2 separate regions of the Mus musculus genome follow, and region 2 is linked to region 1. The links are chromatin contacts, called in public HiChIP or PLAC-seq maps. All regions are on one chromosome and are shown on one strand. The core of a region is the stretch at or near the end of the contact, and the rest is flanking DNA. Distances in the headings are between cores, read along the strand shown.

Region 1 (2,700 bases), core at 108-2,607:
CAAAAAAAGCCCAGTGGTGTGTGTGTGTGTGTGTGTGTGTGTGTTTATGTGTGCGTGTGTTTGCTTTAGATTTTGCTGTTAAGTTAGGAGTATTGCTGCCTTCTAATATCATTTTGCCCAGTTAGTGAGCAAGTTTTATTTCTCACATTAACACCAAGCAAGTTCAGTATGGTAGCTCTATTGCACTCACTGTATGCAGAGATCTTCCCGTAATCATTCATATAGATGTATATGTATATGTGTGTGTATATGTGTGTATACATATGCTTGTCTCTCATCCCCCTTGATGACCATACTTAAATCTCTGTCTAGACCTTTTATAATAAACTTCAACTGTGCTTTAAAAACAGAAAATGAATTCATATCAGGGATATTTGAATAAGCCTTTTCACATTTGGCTTATCTTGGATTATTAAAATATAACCATATACTTGCATAAATTTAGAACTTAGAAAATAATCTTCTTGTATAGACTACACGGTTCAGAAACCGCTCCAAGGCCAGCGTGCATGCTTCCGGCCTCTGAAAGGTAGTGAGCATCATGTTTTCTCTGATTGAGGTCTCACTTTTTTTCCCCACTCGCTGGTTTTTCCAGGCTGGAGCACAGGTGCTTGAATCAATTTTATAAAATTACAATTGATATTTTGGGAAGCTTTGTGGCTGTTGTCTTTAATTGAAACCGTGAGATACCTTGCTGAGATACCTTGCTTTTTAAAGAGTATGTTTTTATATGGCAGAAAAACAGAAAGAAGGAAAAAAAAAGAAAGAAAAAGAAACTTTTAAAAAGTGAATCAGCTTGGCTTTCTGAATTCCAGCGGTTACGGTTTAAACTTTAAAACAACAGAGAAAATCCTTCTAGTGCTTTATGTCTTACTGTTTTATGCTTTGTTATTTCTCAGAAGTACGTATACGCACACGTCAGGATTGCCAGGAAAACGGGATGTGGCTTACCCTTTTGGGGCTGATTTGGCTTTTCCAAACTCTGATCCAAGCTCCCACAGGCTATGAATCTTGGACTTGCCAAGGTTTTAGTGCGAGCCGCCCCTTGCCATCACTGTCACCAGTTTCGAGGTACAAGTTTTGGGCCACTCAGGAGGGCTACTACCACCCCTGTACCCCCCAACCCCAGCTCGGATTCAGCAAGCTGGAGCCCGGCGTGGACCCTTTCAGGCTCCTGCCAGGTAGCCCTTGCCGAGAGGAGCGACTCTCCTACCTGCGCGTCCCGAAGCGGCCAGCAGCAGAAGCAGCGTGAGCAGCAACAGTGGCGGCGGGTCCGGGTGGCCCGGCGCCGGGGTCCCGGGAGTGTGCATGGGCTGTCAGTTCGGGTCACATCTCGGGAACGCGGCGTGGCCTCCCCGGGGCTCCTCTGCAACAGCGAGACCCGGGCGATGGAGCCCAGAGTCTGCTGTGCACAACCAGCTCCCCCTGCAGGGAGTCCACGCGAGGGTGGCTGTCTGGGTTTCAGTTCTGAGTCCACACAGGCTTCAGGGGGTGATGGAGAAGCCGATGAGCTCTGACTCAGTACAGCAGAGTCTTATCATTCACTTGAAATGTCAGGTTTCATCCCGGAAGAAGCTGGAAGGGTGAAATAGGTACATATTTCTCAACTTACTGTTAGGCATGCTGCTTACCCTAGTCGAGATTTCCTCCCCACACCCCGAAGTCAGGTATCTTTGCATTTTACAGAAGAGCAGATGCAACCTCAAAACACAATAGAAGTCTCCCAAATGGGAGAGGGCCATCCCCCAGCTAAGAGAAAGAAAGGAAAAGCCAGGGAACACTGTGACAGAGATGTGCAAGCAGACCTCAGGGCTCCTCCTTTCTAGGTAGCTGTAAACATTAAACACAATGCGAAAAGAAACAAATTAACCATGTACTTCAGGCAGACTCTCTCTTTCCTCCATAGACTCCTGTTGCAAATGCACAAATAAAGAGAAATAGCCCTAAAATTGAATCAACAGACATCTAGAAGAGTCTCAATAACTAAAAGAAAACAAAACAGACGAACAAAGAACCCCTTTTGTGGTGGAGGCAGTCAGAGATGCAGCCGTTTTTAGAATGCCTTACACTCCTGTTTTCACTCCTGTTTTTTTTCCGGCTCAAAGAGTCCTAAGAGTCTTGGATTGGATTTGAAGGCTTCTGGAGGGTTAAAGCAGACCCTGCTATTCAGTTGTGCTTCTAGTTCACACCGGTAGGGGGCCCTGGAGGAGGAGGGACAGGACCTGTTAGCTGTCCTAGTTTCCAGCTTCTTCAGATACACGAAGAATTTGCCTCGCTGGCTGGACCCAATTCTCATGGGTCCAAATCTCCATTTAGTGAAATTCCTTTATCTTCTGTGTAGTCATGTCTTCCTTTTGTTTCTCCAGCCTTAGGAGTGGAAACTGCAATCAGTAGCTACTAGTTTCAAACTTCGACTTCTTTTCTCAGTGATCGGTTCTCTGACATCTGCCTGTTAACTGTCATGTTTCTTTCCTTTCCTGCACAAACTGGGCTCTTACTGATTCATATGTAATCCCTGAAAAAAGTAAGAAGACAGTATGATAGCAACATATTCTTTTTATATCAATGTTAGGACATGTATGCATTTCTGTTTAAATATGACTCATTCATAGCCTTAAAGGAGCTAGCTCAAGCAGACAGCTACCTTGCTTTTTCAACTTACACACATATTTCTTGGGAGATAGTCTACAGCCTGTTCTC
Region 2 (2,700 bases), core at 128-2,627, 350 kb before region 1:
TTAAACCTAGAGTTTATCATCTCACCACTTCTCACTATTTCCTGGGTCTTATTTCTTTATTCACTTACTTACAACAGACTAATTTACATTGAACTCATTTAGACGAGTGGCTCTCCCTTCATGTGGCTCTCCCCACCCGTGGCTTTCTAGCTCAGCAGATCAGCAGCATGTCCTCTCGTTCCTCTACCACATTTACTGCGCCTCACACAGCACCAGGGAAAGGCAAGCTGCCAGCTTACTCCAAGACTGGGGTTTCCCGATGCTGCACATTGTCTATACTAGGAAACAGAGCGCAGGGTTTCACGAGGAAGTCAGAGCAAAGCATGTTCATTCCTACAACACGAACCATGCATCCTGTTAAACGGTGTGTGTGTGTGCATTCGTGCGTGTGAGTGTGTGTGCGTGCGTGTGTGTGTGAGGGGGGGAGTGGAGGGGAAGCTTAGCCAGTAAAGTGTTTGCTATGCAAGCATGAAGACTGAGTTTAGTCCCAGTAACCACTGAAAGAGTCATGCTTGGTGGTTTGAGCTCATATAATCCCAGTGTTACAGAGCTGGAGACAAGTGAATCCCTGGAATTTGTTGGCAGACCATGCTACCCTAATCCCAGTGAAAGACCTTGTTTCAAAACACAAGTGGATAGCTCTTGAGAAATGATATTGAGGATGACCTACAGCCACAAATACACACACACACACACACACACATACACACACACACACACACACACACACGCACACATGCACGAGCAAACACGCACATGTACACACACATGCACACGCACATGTTCACACACACACAGGACCTATGGACAACCTATGGACCCCCCACAGATGTGTATGCATAATATGTGTGTGTGTCTGTGTGTGTGTATAAAGAGAGAGACATATGTATGTATGTATATATAGGTATGCCTATAACTATGTCTGTGTGTTCATGTGTACACACAAACACACACACATATATGACCTATATTCCTTCTCCCACATGGATATATATACACAATTTGTATGTGTGTATATATAGAGAGACATATATGTGTATGCATATATACACATACATATTTGTCTATGTCTATTCTGTGTATCCACGCATACACACACACACATACACATGGATGTGTGTACACAATGTGTAAGTATATATATATGTGTGTGTATATAAGTATATTATGTATATATAGAGAGACACACACACAGAGACATATATCTTTTGCATATATATGTATGTCTATGCCTATGCCTGTGTGTTTATGTGCACACACACAAACACATACATCTGCTAGAAACCAGTCACACTGATTGAAGACCAACCTGCAAGTCACCATTTTCTAGAGTCAAGCACAGGAAGTGATTGCTACACAGGTGTATATGTGACCACAGGGCAACTTTGAGCCCCCCTGGCTTAGAGTGGTTAAGACAGAATTGCAAAACAAGTGAGCCGATAGCTTGGTCATAGCAATGCTGATAATTCTTAAGACAAAGTAACAAAAGTACAGCATCCAAGGAGGACATCAATCTCACGAGCTGCCTTGACCTAACCAAAGCATGATCTCTTTACTGCTTTCGAAGTGTGCCTCAGGACACTCAATGAGGAGCAACTCCAATCCTGGCCCCAAGACGTATCCCATTTCTCTGGGTTGGAGGATCCTTGTAGATAAGTCAACAAAACTAGGCATGGTGGATGTGCCTGTAATCCCAGCACTTAGGCTGAAGCAGGAGTTCAAGACCAGCCTGGGCTACTTAACCAGACCCTGTCTCAAAATACATAGCAATAATAAAGCACTAAAAAATAATAAGTAAGCCAAAAAAATCAATCTGTAGAAAAGAATTATGTGCAGCGAGTGACAGTTGTACATGCTAGGACCTAGGGTCTGAAAGTCCCCCACATCTTGACTGTCAAATCACACTGCCAAATTCGTCTTAAAAACAGGAAGCAACAGATAACTGAACTCAGATGCACACGAAAGTACTCACTGGGAACCTGACAACAGTAACATCTGTTTTTGTGGCCTCGACCAGGAAATCCATCCAGAAGTCCACGAGTTCCTGCTTAGCCGAGGGCTGCTCTGTGGTCAGTTTCACAAAGTGTTTATATATCAGAATGGTCTCCACGATAGACTTGAGGTACCTGAGAATTCAAGCACAGAAGACAGCACGGATTTAGGGTCACCTGCTCCCCTCAGCCCCGTGTTTATCCCACACGTGTGTTTTCATTCTCTAAGTACACTTGCACTTATCACTGGGCCTCCGTATTTACTAAACATACTTTACTTTATGCTGCAAAACGGGGACTTTCACAAAAATTCAACCAAGTAGGCTTTAGAAACATGAGCAAACTCAGGTTTAGAAAGCTTAAGTAACGTGGACCTGAGGCCCAACATCTCTCTAAAGCGTGTTTATTTGACATGTTAGGGGATCAAAGCCAGGCCTTGTGCATGCTAGGTAAATACCTCAACACTGAGCTACATCCCCAACAACTCTTACAAAGTGTGTGTGTGCCCACGTAAGACTACTCGGAACACACAAGTTTTAAATGCCTACATTCAATTGAAAGACAAGGTGAACACACTTATTTTTAAATATGCCTCTTCAAGGAGACTCTCTGAAATACATCTTCAGGAGAGATTATTTTCCTCTGAACCACTGAGCTTATTAAGTATTAAACAAATGTCCTCAAACCAAAGAAGACAGATGGTGTTCCA

Evidence for each region. HiChIP or PLAC-seq counts read pairs in DNA pulled down with a chosen protein or histone mark.
Region 2: a contact with region 1 is called in an H3K27ac HiChIP or PLAC-seq map of large pre-B cells, with 4 times the contacts expected there. The contact joins the enhancer-like site here to the promoter of Il20ra in region 1. A contact is called at or near these places in 1 of 39 promoter capture datasets (hippocampal neurons), 16 of 484 Hi-C or Micro-C datasets (the AML12 cell line, ECoMG myeloid progenitors, the G1E-ER4 cell line and 10 more), 2 of 115 datasets of contacts at active chromatin or transcription factors (astrocytes and large pre-B cells) and 1 of 9 other capture datasets (liver).

The regions. Positions count from the first base shown.
Region 1 is chr10:19,711,244-19,713,943 of GRCm38.p6, reverse strand. It overlaps Il20ra (interleukin 20 receptor, alpha), which reads right to left and starts at 1,357. Exons shown (of 7, transcript NM_172786.2): 1 at 1,214-1,357. The coding sequence starts at 1,310. The region is part of intron 1 of Gm33332 (a long non-coding RNA gene); the gene reads left to right.
Region 2 is chr10:20,058,363-20,061,062 of GRCm38.p6, reverse strand. Map3k5 (mitogen-activated protein kinase kinase kinase 5) reads right to left here. Exons shown (of 30, transcript NM_008580.4): 10 at 1,973-2,126. Among named protein-coding and RNA genes, the nearest start is that of Map7, 110 kb to the left of the region's middle. Within about 2 kb of position 1,377, at least 89 of the 459 cell types and tissues checked have an H3K27ac peak or open chromatin away from gene starts, as enhancers often do. A contact at or near this core is called in ECoMG myeloid progenitors and granulocyte-monocyte progenitors, where this site is marked.